Linked DNA regions of Mus musculus: region 2 is linked to region 1. The links are chromatin contacts, called in public HiChIP or PLAC-seq maps. All regions are on one chromosome and are shown on one strand. The core of a region is the stretch at or near the end of the contact, and the rest is flanking DNA. Distances in the headings are between cores, read along the strand shown. Region 1 overlaps Gm30529 (predicted gene, 30529). Region 2 overlaps Myo18b (myosin XVIIIb).

Evidence for each region. HiChIP or PLAC-seq counts read pairs in DNA pulled down with a chosen protein or histone mark.
Region 2: an H3K4me3 HiChIP or PLAC-seq map of embryonic basal ganglia shows a contact between it and region 1, with 2.5 times the contacts expected there. The contact joins two enhancer-like sites. A contact is called at or near these places in 6 of 115 datasets of contacts at active chromatin or transcription factors (astrocytes, embryonic basal ganglia, embryonic hindbrain and 3 more).

What each region holds. Positions count from the first base shown.
Region 1 is chr5:112,659,847-112,666,098 of GRCm38.p6, forward strand. All of the region lies in intron 1 of Gm30529 (predicted gene, 30529), which reads left to right. Among named protein-coding and RNA genes, the nearest start is that of Gm30529, 14 kb to the left of the region's middle. RefSeq lists an enhancer at 3,199-5,289. Within about 2 kb of position 1,290, at least 15 of the 459 cell types and tissues checked have an H3K27ac peak or open chromatin away from gene starts, as enhancers often do. A contact at or near this core is called in embryonic basal ganglia, where this site is marked.
Region 2 is chr5:112,822,943-112,828,443 of GRCm38.p6, forward strand. Myo18b (myosin XVIIIb) reads right to left here. Exons shown (of 44, transcript NM_028901.2): 21 at 5,035-5,144. Among named protein-coding and RNA genes, the nearest start is that of 1700095B10Rik, 32 kb to the left of the region's middle. Within about 2 kb of position 2,304, at least 28 of the 459 cell types and tissues checked have an H3K27ac peak or open chromatin away from gene starts, as enhancers often do. A contact at or near this core is called in embryonic basal ganglia, where this site is marked.

The sequences.
Region 1 (6,252 bases), core at 40-2,539:
GTGTCTCGGGTGGACAGAGGACAGCACCTGTGGCTGGATCTCTTTGGTTTTGAATCAGCTCAAGAGACAGAAATCCAAATAAAATACAATTCTGGCACAACCTGGGGGTGAGGAGAAGGAAGCCTGGTGGCCTGCCTAAGTTCCCCCCAGTGGTTGAATTGTCAAGTCCTGGGGTACCAAGCTGGTAGCCAGATGCTTGGATATCAAAGATGAAGGGTGGATGTCTTGTCTCTGTGCCACCAGCCCCATAGTTAACCCCTGCTTCTTGGGACCCACACAATGGATGAAATACCAGCCACAGGTCTTGACCTTGGGATTGCCAGCTAAGGACTCAGGGTCAGCAGGGCCACCTTGAACCTGCACCATGTGCCTGCTGCAAGCTGTGGAGCCCATACTTTCTCCTTGCCAGGCAGGAGTCTGCATTCGTGAGAAATAGTGAACTCAAGTTAGCTTCAGCTAAAATGAATTAAACAGGGGCCGATGGCAGTTATTAGCTCATGTTATTATGAGGATGACAGAATGGACAGGCTATAGATAAAGGGCCAGGGGCTCAGAAACCAGGGCCAGGGATTCCAGCTTTCTGTCACGCAGTCCTAATGTCCTTCTATCCGATGGCTTCTGCTCCAGAAGATTCTATCTGCCTTTAGCTGTTTGACTCCTTGGCCTCCTTGCATGGCTGAGACTCTCAATCCACAGTGGGAGGAGGAACAAGGCTCTCCCAAGGCTCTTTTAGAACAACTTCAGTGATTACTCAATTCATATCATTCTCCTTTAGAGAAGCCTCAGACCACATTAGAACTCAGCACTACCTCATCATAACAATGAAGTGAGACACCAAGAGGTGTATGTGTTGGGGGGAGGTGGGGTGTTGGGCTGTTGACAGGATCCCTGTCCTGAAGAGGTCAAAGAGGTTGTGTGCCAGGGAGGTATGTGATCTCTTTACAATGACAGTCCTTGGGGGAAATGTTTGTTCCCTAGTCGCACGGGTCACAGGTTGATAGAACATTTAAAACCTCAGTGTGCATTAACTGGAGTCTCCCAAGATTCTGAGTTGCAGCGTCTGCCCCAGGCTGTCACAACAAGCCTCTGCACTGTCACTACACAAATCTGTAAGACGTGCAAGACGTGCGACATGCTGCAACCTCAGCCCACACCTCCTCCCTCCTTCTCTGGGGCAACACGTAATTTCTTCTTCCCAAAGCCTCTACAGAGGGCGTGAGCAGCAGGGGGTTGATTTTGAGTCGCACATAATAAACCTCCAGTAGAGGGCTGATCTTTCATTGGTTTAATGAGGCTGATGCTGTCTGCGGGATTGTGAGAATAATTCTGTGAACCACTCTCTTGGGGGTGGGGGGGTGGGGTGAGGATAGAGCTGGAAGGCAGTAGCAATAGATCCAAGCTGGAATAGATTCAAAAGTAGCTGATCACAGCTTAGTTCAGGGAGGTGTTGTCCAGGTCTCCAAGATCAGTACACAGCTAATACCTATCTGAGCTCCCCCTGTCGACCGAAAGGATACTCCACACTGCATGAGAAAGAGCTCTGTGATTGATTGGTAATGTCTGCCTTGGATACAGGTTCGGAGAATGGTGACTTTTCCATGTCCCTTGCCAGGGCAGCCAGAGCTATACAGAGAAACCCTGTCTCGAAAGGGGGGAAAAAAAGATACACCTCCCTAAAGAAAAGTCTCTTGGACTCATTTAGGCGTCTGCAGATGCCCTCATCTCCCAGCCTAGGTGGCCCAGGCTAGACTCATCAGATCTCCTCAGTAATGTCTCCCTCACTCTGATTTTGGTTCCCCCTCCACACCTTCTTTGGTTCTCCTGGAAATGTCCCCAAGAATCACCATCCTTGTGACCATGGCCCCTAGGGAGGTGAGGATACAGACTGTCTTACTCAGAAGAATTTGTGTAATACTTGCTGACCACACAGCATCTAGAGGTGTCGGACAAGGTCTTTGTCTGAGTCACCATCACATTTACAAACTCTAATACTCTCTTGCCCATCAAAGCCAGACTCTGCCAGGCCCACCAGCAGCTCTCCCTGTTGCCACGGCTGCACATGTAGAAGGGGGAAGGGCAAGGGAAGAGATATCCTGTATAGAGGTGTTGATACACACCACGGTTTCTTTATAAATGGTTGGGGTCAAACCCAGAGCCTTATGAATGTTAGGCAAACATTCTACCAGCAAGCTACACCACATCCTTTAAAAATGAACAAAGTTTACCTCCTCCACCAGGATTGACTTAGGCCCTGAAGCCCATGGACTCCACCGCTGTCCATCTGTCTATCTGCCCTTTCTTTCTGGTCTGACTGAGTTCCGTCCTCCTCAGCTTCATGGATACCCCTTGTGTGCCTTGCTGGTGAACCCATGTATTCTCCCCTGGTTGATCTTGATGCGGCAGACATCATCACCTATGACCTCCCCCGTTATCAGCATGAGAGCAAGTCAAACCTCAGAAGTGCTTGGGAGCTGAACTGTTTAGATTTCAAGCCTCCCTCCCCCCTTTTCTGGTACTTGGGAATGTTTGCCAAAACCCTGGCTGAGCATCCTAAGTTTAAGAATCCCAAATCTAAACTGGCCCAAAGTTGAAAAGTTTTGGAAAATCAGAGTGTACTGGCTGGTTTTGTGTGTCAACTTGACACAAGCTGGAGTTATCACAGAGAAAGGAGCCTCCCGTGAGGACATGCCTCCATGAGATCCAGCTGTAAGGCATTTTCTCAATTAGTGATCAACAGTGGGAGGGCCCACTGTGGGCAGGGCCACCCCTGGGCTGGTGGTCCTGGATTCTATAAGAAAGCAAACTGAGCAAGCCAGGGGAAGCAAGCCAGTAAGCAGCATCCCTCCATGGCTTCTGCATCAGCTTCTGCCTCCAGGTTTCTGCTCTGTGTGAGTTCCTGTCCTGATTTCACTTGGTGATGAACAGCAATGTGGATGTGTAAGCTGAATTAACCCTTTCCTGCCCAACTTGCTTCTTGGTCATGATGTTTTTTTGTAGGAACAAAAACCTTGACTAAGACAATGGGCTTAAAAAAAAAAAAAAAAGAAAAGAAAAGTCTGGAGCACTTCCGGCTTTGCTTGCCTCGAATAGGAGTACCTATGTTATATTGCAAAACAATTTACTTTGGATTGGAAGAATTTTCTTGTAAGCAATAAAAATGTTGACAATAGACAGTCACATTGCACATCCTTTATGTCACCCAGAGGGTCTTCAACAGTGTAAATAAACAGGTTTTATTTCTTTGTAAAATCTAGTTCACTGGGAGTCCCTGCCTGTAGCTATATACAAGCTCCAGCAGGAAAGACATCCTTGATTGATTACTAATGTCTGCCCTGGGTGTAGAGGAAGAAGGTGGCGACAAGCTTGTTATTCATCAACTCCTCCCTTGGTGTGTTCATGATTACCTGCTGAAACCCATAAACCACAAAGAGCTGAGAACACAGGACTCCAGTTTAAACGGAGGTTTAAAACGGCTGTATTTGTAGCTAACTGGTTGATATGAGTAGGCTTTTGGGGCTCTCTCAAATTCTGCTGCATTAATTATTAAGTTTGAGAACAAAGTAAAAGATTTAACCTTGCAAAAGAAATTGAAAGCGCTTCCCCCAAGGAGCTTGGGCTATGGCTAGAATGACTTTGGGGGTAAATCCGAATTCAGAGCTGGCTTGGCCAGCTCCAGATCCCTCTGTGGCCCTGTGTCCTCTATTTTGAATTGAGGGCATTGTGATAACCTCAAGAGGGTTGGGTGAGGTGAGGCTGTGAACCCTGTCCCTGGGCTCTGATGGGCATCCGCAGAGTCCTCTTCTGACTGATGGCATTATTAGTTCACATGAGACGGTCCACTCATCTCTCAGAGGCTCCATATTACTAGAGCAATCACTCACTCCACAGATCCAAGGCAAATGCATCCTTTTGAGCAGATCAGAGCAGTTTGGGCTTCTGCATCCTTTAGAGCAGGGACCCCAGGGGAGGGAGGAAAGGGATATCAAAGAGTGTTCTGATGTGGAGGAGGCTCCGGGGAGGGAGGCCCCCCCCCAAACCCCATCTGTGTTGAATGTCTTTTAGCATTCCTTCTCAATGAAGGAATGCAGCCCCATGGGGTGTGGCTGGCAGGCAGCTCTGCAGATGGGAGGTGAAGCCTTTCTGGGATTTTCTGTGCTATTCTGTAGCTCCATGTACAGTCTGTGTCCCCTGTTGGGCCAATTACTGACTTAAAATGTTGTTAGCAAAAGGCAGGCATGCTCATTATTGTAGCAGCGAGCATGAAGGCCCAGTAGGTTCCTATTTATACAGTTCCAACGAGCTATTCTTACCTGGCCCTTTGTGTGTTTGTCACCAAAGGCTTCCAAATCACAGGACGTTTGTCCTAGGTGGCTGTCCATCTCCTCACACTTCCTCCCTCCTCTGCTCTGCAGGGATCAGCAGGGCCTGAAATGTTGGGAGCCACCTGGGCCAGGAAGAAGCTCAAGTTGCTGCAGAAGAGAGATGCCTAGTCATTGAAAGCAAGAGAAGCTGCAGGGTGGGAGGGGTGGGTCAGGGCAGTGTGGGAGATCACATGATACGGGTACTCCAGGGAAGGGATTTGAACCCCGACCTGTTGTGGTGAGAGGTAGGGAGGACTTGAAGTCAGGGGTCCTGGGCTCTGGATAACTGTTTTAACCTTGAGCTAGTCATTGATGCTTCCTGGCTCCCACTTTTTCTGCAGACTCTGAGGTCTGTGCCGTGTTCTGCACAAGCAGGACATTTGTCCTAGGTGGCTGGGCCTCAAGTCACAGAGAAACTCAATTCCAAATTGTGCAAATATGTAGCTGTGTCCTGGATTTGCCTACACCCACGGTCACAGAACTAAAACTCCATCTGCCTGGAATGTCTCTTAAACCATCTAGTCGGTCTTTATTATTGTTTTATTTTCTCAAAAATATTGTGTGTGTGTGTGCATAGTGCATGTATGTGTATGAGTGTGTGGTGAATGTCTGTGTGTGTGTATGTGAGTGGTGCCTGTGTATATATGCACGGTAGATGTGTGTGTGTGTGGTGCATGTGTGTATGTGTGTGTGGTATATGTATGTATGTGTATATATGCGTGGTGTATGTGTATGGTGCATATGTGTACATGTGTGTAATATATGTGTGTGTGTATGTGGTACATGTGTATATACGTGTGTAGTGTATGTATGTATGTATGTGTGTGGTACATGTGTATATACGTGTGTAGTATATGTATGTATGTATGTATGTTTAGTGTATGTATGTATGTATGTGTATGGTGCATGTGCATGCATGGTGTATGTGTATATGTGATATATGTATGTATACGTGTATGTGTATGATACATGTGTGTGGTACATGTGTGGATGTATGTGTAGTGTATGTATATATGTATATATGTGTGTTGTGCATGGGTGTGTGTGGTACATATATGTGTATATGAGTCTATATGCTGCATGTCTGTGAGCGTGCACGTGCATATGAATGATACAGGACATCACAGGTGATCTTCCTCTGACAATGCCAACGTTTTTTGTTTGAGACAGGGTTTCCTATGAACCTGAGGCTCAACAAGTAAGTTAGGCTGGCTGACTAGGGAGCTCCAGGGATCTGCCTGCCTCTGACTTTGTAGCAATGAGATAAATATGTGTCACCACACCCAACCACGTGAGTGCTGGGTCTGAATACTGGTCATCATGCTTACATGCTTATACACTCACATGGTCGCACGCTTGCACACTTATGTGCTTACACGCTTACATGCTTACACACTTTACCGACTGAACCATCCTTCCAGACCCTTGATCTTATTTCAGTCCTGACATCTTATTGCAAGAAAGCAGCACACAGGGGCTTTCCAGTCACTCAAGCTTGCTGTCTGTTAATCAGAGGACAGAACAATCCTGTCGATTTAGTTTTCCCAAGCAAGCCCAGTGAGCAAAGCCTGCCCTCGCCCACACTCCCCTGCTTTACAAGGAATAGGTTTCTCTCTTCCCAAAAGAACGGTTCTTGTCTTCTGCCACAGCCTCGCAGTGTTTACAGATGAAACATGACAATTGTCTCCTTAGCAACCCCACTCTCCAGGATTAGAGCAGACAAGTCCCTTTCTGATGCTCCAGGCTGCAAACACGCCAACCTAGTCCAGAGTGCACCTCTCCCCACCCTGGTAAACAGAACTCACGAGGCGATGTGTAGAAAAAGCAAGTGAGAGAATCACATTCTCTTCATGTCCCTGAAGGCTGCTGCCTGTGACCCAGGCCAGGGATG
Region 2 (5,501 bases), core at 1,054-3,553, 160 kb after region 1:
ACACTAGCCTGCAGTCATGTCTTCCTGGATCGTTCATTGATGGGAGAGGGCTCAGCCCACAGTGGGTATCACCATTCCCTAGAAAGGTGGTCCTGGGCTGTATAAGAGAGGAGGGAGAAAGAAAAAAACATGGAGAAGCACGCAGAGTTCCTCTGAGGCGTCTCTTTAAGTTCTTGCTTGAGTCCTCACTCGATCTGCCTTGTGACGGACAGTCACCTGGAAGATGAAGTAACCCTTTGTGTCTCTATGTTCCTTTAATCCATGGTGTTTGTCACAGCCATAGAAAGCAAACACGACCCTGAGTAATGAAGCCCAGAAGTCAGTGTAACTGCACGGTAAAGATGCTGAGAGGGGAAAACCCTTTGTCAATCAATACCTTACAGAGCTGTGCTTCTAATCCTCCCAAAACAAGCTCCACCCATGCACACACAGGCTGGGAAAGTCAGTGCTACCAGATCTTGTATTCAGATTTGAGGCTGAAGGAAATGTTGACTCAAACCTTTAAAGACTGGAGAATAGCAGAACGCATTTACAGGAAACAATTAGAAAACAGTCTGAAGCCTTGTGTCATGGTGCATGCCTTTAGCCTCAGAACTCAGGAGGCAGAAGCAGGAGGATTTCTGGGTTAGAGGTTAACCTGGTCTACGAGCAAGTTCCAGGATAATGAGGTCTATATGGCGAGACTGTCTCAAAAGCTAAAATATGAAAATATATCTTAAGTGAATTAAAAAGACATAAGATTAAGTTTAAAATATTGAGCTGTATTAATGGGTTTATGGCATCTACCTATAACAATGGCACCAAGGCGTCAGGAGGAGGTGGGTCTGTGGAACAAAAGCTTTCTTTTGATTCAGTCTGGAGCCCAGTTGAGGGGGCAGAACAAATACAAGCAACACTCTTCAGACTGCGAATTTAAGAAACATACCATCACTCTGACACAAAGACAACTAACTGGACTTAAACCAAAGCCGCTGCTACAAATGACGAGGGACGTGTCCGGTGATGAAAGCGTTAACCTGCCAGCCAGCCAGGTAGATTCTTAGAGCCTAGGCAGAGAGCCTCAAGGCGTGCAAAGCAGAACAGGGAGAGAATTAGAAAAAGTAAGACAGCTCAATATGAGTGGCCAAGGGCGTTAACATCTGTCTCTTAATAATTGATAGATCAATTAGATGTAAAAATCCTGCCCCAGAGTTCTGTCACAGGGCTTCCTGTGTCTAGGATGTTGGAGCAGGATGTAGCCAGGAAGAATAAAGAGTGGTGTCTCACATGGGGCCACAAGAGCTTGAGAAAAACCCAGGGCTGAACTGGGTGACTGCATTGAGCTTGTTCAGACATCTGCAGGTTGAAGTCAAAGCCTTCACCTTGAACTCATGAATCCCTTCCTCACACATGGACCACATCACAGTTAAAGACAGAAGGCTTCATTTAACCCTCAGGGTCCTGACTGTAAGCATCAGGCAGCAAAGAGGCGCATCAGCAAACACCCTGCACGCGTAATGGCGTGGGCTAGTGTGATGGAGAAAGAGTATGTAGTGAAGCAAAGAGCTATCCAGAGGCAGGGACCCAGCAAGTGCGCAGGGAAAGGTGCTGGGATTAACGTCCAGAGAGCAAGTTTCAGCACCGCAAGTGTGGACAGCTCCCTCTCCAGTGCGTAAAGAACTGAATACAGTATAGACAGGTGTGATGGAAGCCAAAGAAAGTATTGTCTTCCCTGGAGCTTACTCGAGTAACTTACACGGGTGAGGGAACAGTGCGGGGAGGGAGGGGGTGAGTCGCCATATGCGGGTGAACCTGGGTCACCTGCAATTACAGCAAGTGCTCTTAACTGATAGACCATCTCTCTGCCCATAATAATTATTGTTAGTGTTCTGTGTAAGGACCCAGATGAGAGTGTGGGTTTGAATCCCGCCTCTATTTCTGCCTGGCTCTATCGTCCTGCTCCAGCTGCTTCTGAAGAGAAAAGAAAGGCTTTGTCCTGGAGACTGGAAACTCACCTTGTGCCTTGGTGAATGTAAACTTCTGATCCTTCTGCTCCTACCCCCTTAGTATTGGGATCTCAAGCGTGCACCCCAACACCAGGAAACTATTTTGTGATGTGAACGTGAGGGTGCCCAGTACCCAGGCAGGGTGCCTCTCGGTGGAACCAGCCCAGCATGCGAAGATACCACATGTCAGGTGCAAAGGGGACTTTGCTAGGGTCCATTTTCCACCCCGACAAGAATCCCGTCTGCTGCCGTCTAGTGTCTGAGGGTGACATTGACCTTTCTTAGCTGTCAGATTTGTCTCACTGGATTCCAAGGTCTTAACCACTCTGTGTGCAGAGCCTGCCGGCTTGCCCACGAGTACACACTCATGTATAATTCATGGCCCATCACGGTGCCTGACAAATGAATATTTATTAGCTTTTTCATAAGAGGCAGGATGATGTTTTTTTCTTTCTTTGCTACTGAAATTCTATGCCCCAGCAAATGAAATTTGTGAACAAATAGGAAGAAAGAATAAGAAGGAAAAAAAATTCTCCCAAGCAAGTCCATTGCACTGGTAATTTTCCATTCTCTAGGGCCTGGAATGTGTGTGGATAGAGGTGGATTTGGCTTAGCTGCTGCAGAATCCTGCTGACGAGTCCAAAGTCTAAATGCTGCTGTGTACTGCGCCCGTCACCCCTGTAGGAAGCTCCCTCACATCCCAAGTCTGCTCTGCTCCCAACTGGGCAGGAGCCACATAGTCTCCAGCACTGTGGACCTTCTGTATGGCGATCAAGCATGCATGGACCAAGAAGAAAGGACCCCGGAAGCTGATTGGGTTGGAACCAAAGCAAACTGTAGGGCTTCCAAAGTGAGCTGCCAAACATAGAGAGGGCAGCTTACTCTCACACCGAGGGGAGAGACCCCACAGAAGGAGCTGTCTGTCTGCTGGAGCCAACCTGTGCCCTGGACAGAAACCAAGGGACCTAAGACTGTGATGCCATTCACCCCTGCAACCTCACGGTTCATTGGGGATGGCAGTGTGAAGAACTCCAAGTACACTTGGGCATGTGTATGCACACACACACAGACACACACGCACACAGACACACACACACACACACATGCATGCATGCACACACACACATGCATGCATGTACACAGACACACACACACTCATACGAGGGAGTGCAGAAGTGATGGTGCACTTTGGCTGTGAAGACTATGGACCAACCACCCTTTACCTTGACCTTGAAAGATGCTTCAATCATTGCCACTGTAGTTGGTGGAGGCAGATAACACATGTGAAAGCCCCTCCTGTGTGCCAGGACCTGTGCACGGCACATCAGCTATTTTACAGTATCTTATCATCAGAGTCCTGATGGAGGCAGCCGCTGCTGCTGCTCCCACTTTAAAGGTGAAAAGACTGAGGCAGATTGAAAGTCACTTGCCGGTGTGAGAGCTGAAGTCAATGCATATCTGACTGACCCCAAGACCCATATGCTCCGAACAACCCTCCCCTGGAATTTAGAATCTGGATTTCAAGGAACAAGCCCATTAACACCTGTGGAATTCATTTCTAAGGGCCCGATACTTGCATCATCTTCAAAGGACCCATTTGCCAAAGTGACTGAGTGTACTTGCTTCTCGAACCTGCACCATGAATGCACCAGGCATCTCTAACCACTGAACCCACAACCATCCTTCATTGGTAGCTCCACTGGGGACAGGAGGGTGTGAGGGGTGAGGTGAGGCTTCACGGGTTAGAGCAGGACTGGAAACAGGAAGGCAGGGGGAAAGAATTGAGATAGATTGTGTGTGTGTGTGTGTGTGTGTGTGTGTATCTGTATGTGTGTGTATCTGTGTGTATACATATATGTGTATCTGTATGTGTGTGTGTATCTATATGTGTGTGTGTGTCTGTGTGCATGTGCATATGTGTGCATGTTTGTGTTTCTGTGTGTCTGAGTGTGTCTGTATGTCTGTGTGTGTCTGAGTGTGTCTGTATCTGTGTGTGTATATGTCTGTGTGCATGTGCACATGTATGTATGTGCACACAAGCATGTGCTTGTGCATGTGGCTGTGTGTCTCTGTGTGTGTATGTATGTGTGTGTGTATATGTGTCTGTGTGTATGTCTGTATGTGTCTCTGTGTGCATGTGCATATGTGTGTAGGTTTGCATATCTGTGTGTGTCTGAGTATGACTGTGTATGTCTGTGTGTGTCTGAGTGTGTCTGTGTGTGTATCTGTGTGTGTATGTATATGTATCTGTATGTGTCTGTGTGCATGTGAACATGTGTGTATATGTACACAAGCATGTGCCTGTGCCTGTGTGTGTCTCTGTGTGTATGTATGTGTGTGTGCATATGTGTGTACATGTCTGTGTGTATGTCTGTATGTGTCTCTATGTGCATGTGCACATGTGTATATGTGCTCACCAGCATGTTTGTGTGCATGTGCCCGTGTGTGTCTGAGTCCATATATGTGTGCAAACACTGAATACATGCTTGTTTATTCAGCCACCTGGGTAAGTTATTGAGTACTTGCTGGCAAACTTAATTTCAATTAAAGACAAGGACCATTGAGACATCAGAGCTAGAGGAGCCTGGAATGAGTGTCCCTGAGCTGAGGTTAGCAAAGGGGACATCAGAGAATGTCCCCTGGAGAGAGGACAGCCAGTGCAAAGGCCCTGAGACAGTCTGGTCACTACACCGTCATGTGAAGTACTGCTCAAACATTCCCATACACCACCTCAGGCCTCAGGGGCTCAGTCTCCTTGGGTTTTGTGCCACCACAGTCCTTGTGAAGTCGGACACATAGCCAACCAGGCTATTTCCTCTAATTCTTACCTTTCATGTTCCCCATGCAGGCTTCAGAGGGCATTCTGAGTAGGAATAGTCTCAAGGACATTGTTGGGTGGTAGGATGGAGTCTGGGGCTGCGGTCTGACTCAAATCTCATGCTACTCTCTGCAGCCCCCTCTCAGATCCTTCCTGGTCAATCTGTGCCATGAGCAACCCACACAATACAGGCTCTGTGGCCTCTTCCTACCCGAGACCCACTTTACACACCTTCCTTTCATCCAGTTCCTCGGAGGTCAAGTCAAGCTTCTTTAGCAGTGCAGGGTCCAGCACCTGGAACCGACGGCGGAACTGAGCGAGCCCCATGTGTTCAGCGTAACCTGGGGACAGAGCAGGCCAGTCACGGGTGGGGAGACATAGGCAAAGCTCGGTCCATCAGTGCTCAGTCAGAACTGGCTGCTGCACACATGTCCCTGCTCTGGGGGTTCTGTGAACAGTCTTTGTCCTCAGCAAGACCTTCTGGGAAACCCTGCAGCATCTCTCCTCTCTCCTCTCTCTCCTCTCTCCTCTCTCTCCTCTCTCCTCTCTCCTCTCTCCTCTCTCCTCTCTCCCCTCTCCCCTCTCCCCTCTCCTCTCTCCTCTCTCCCCTCTCCCCTCTCCCCTCTCCCCTCTCCCCTCTCCCCTCTCCCCTCTCCCCTCTCCCCTCTCTCCTCTCTCTCCTCTCTCCTCTCTCCTCT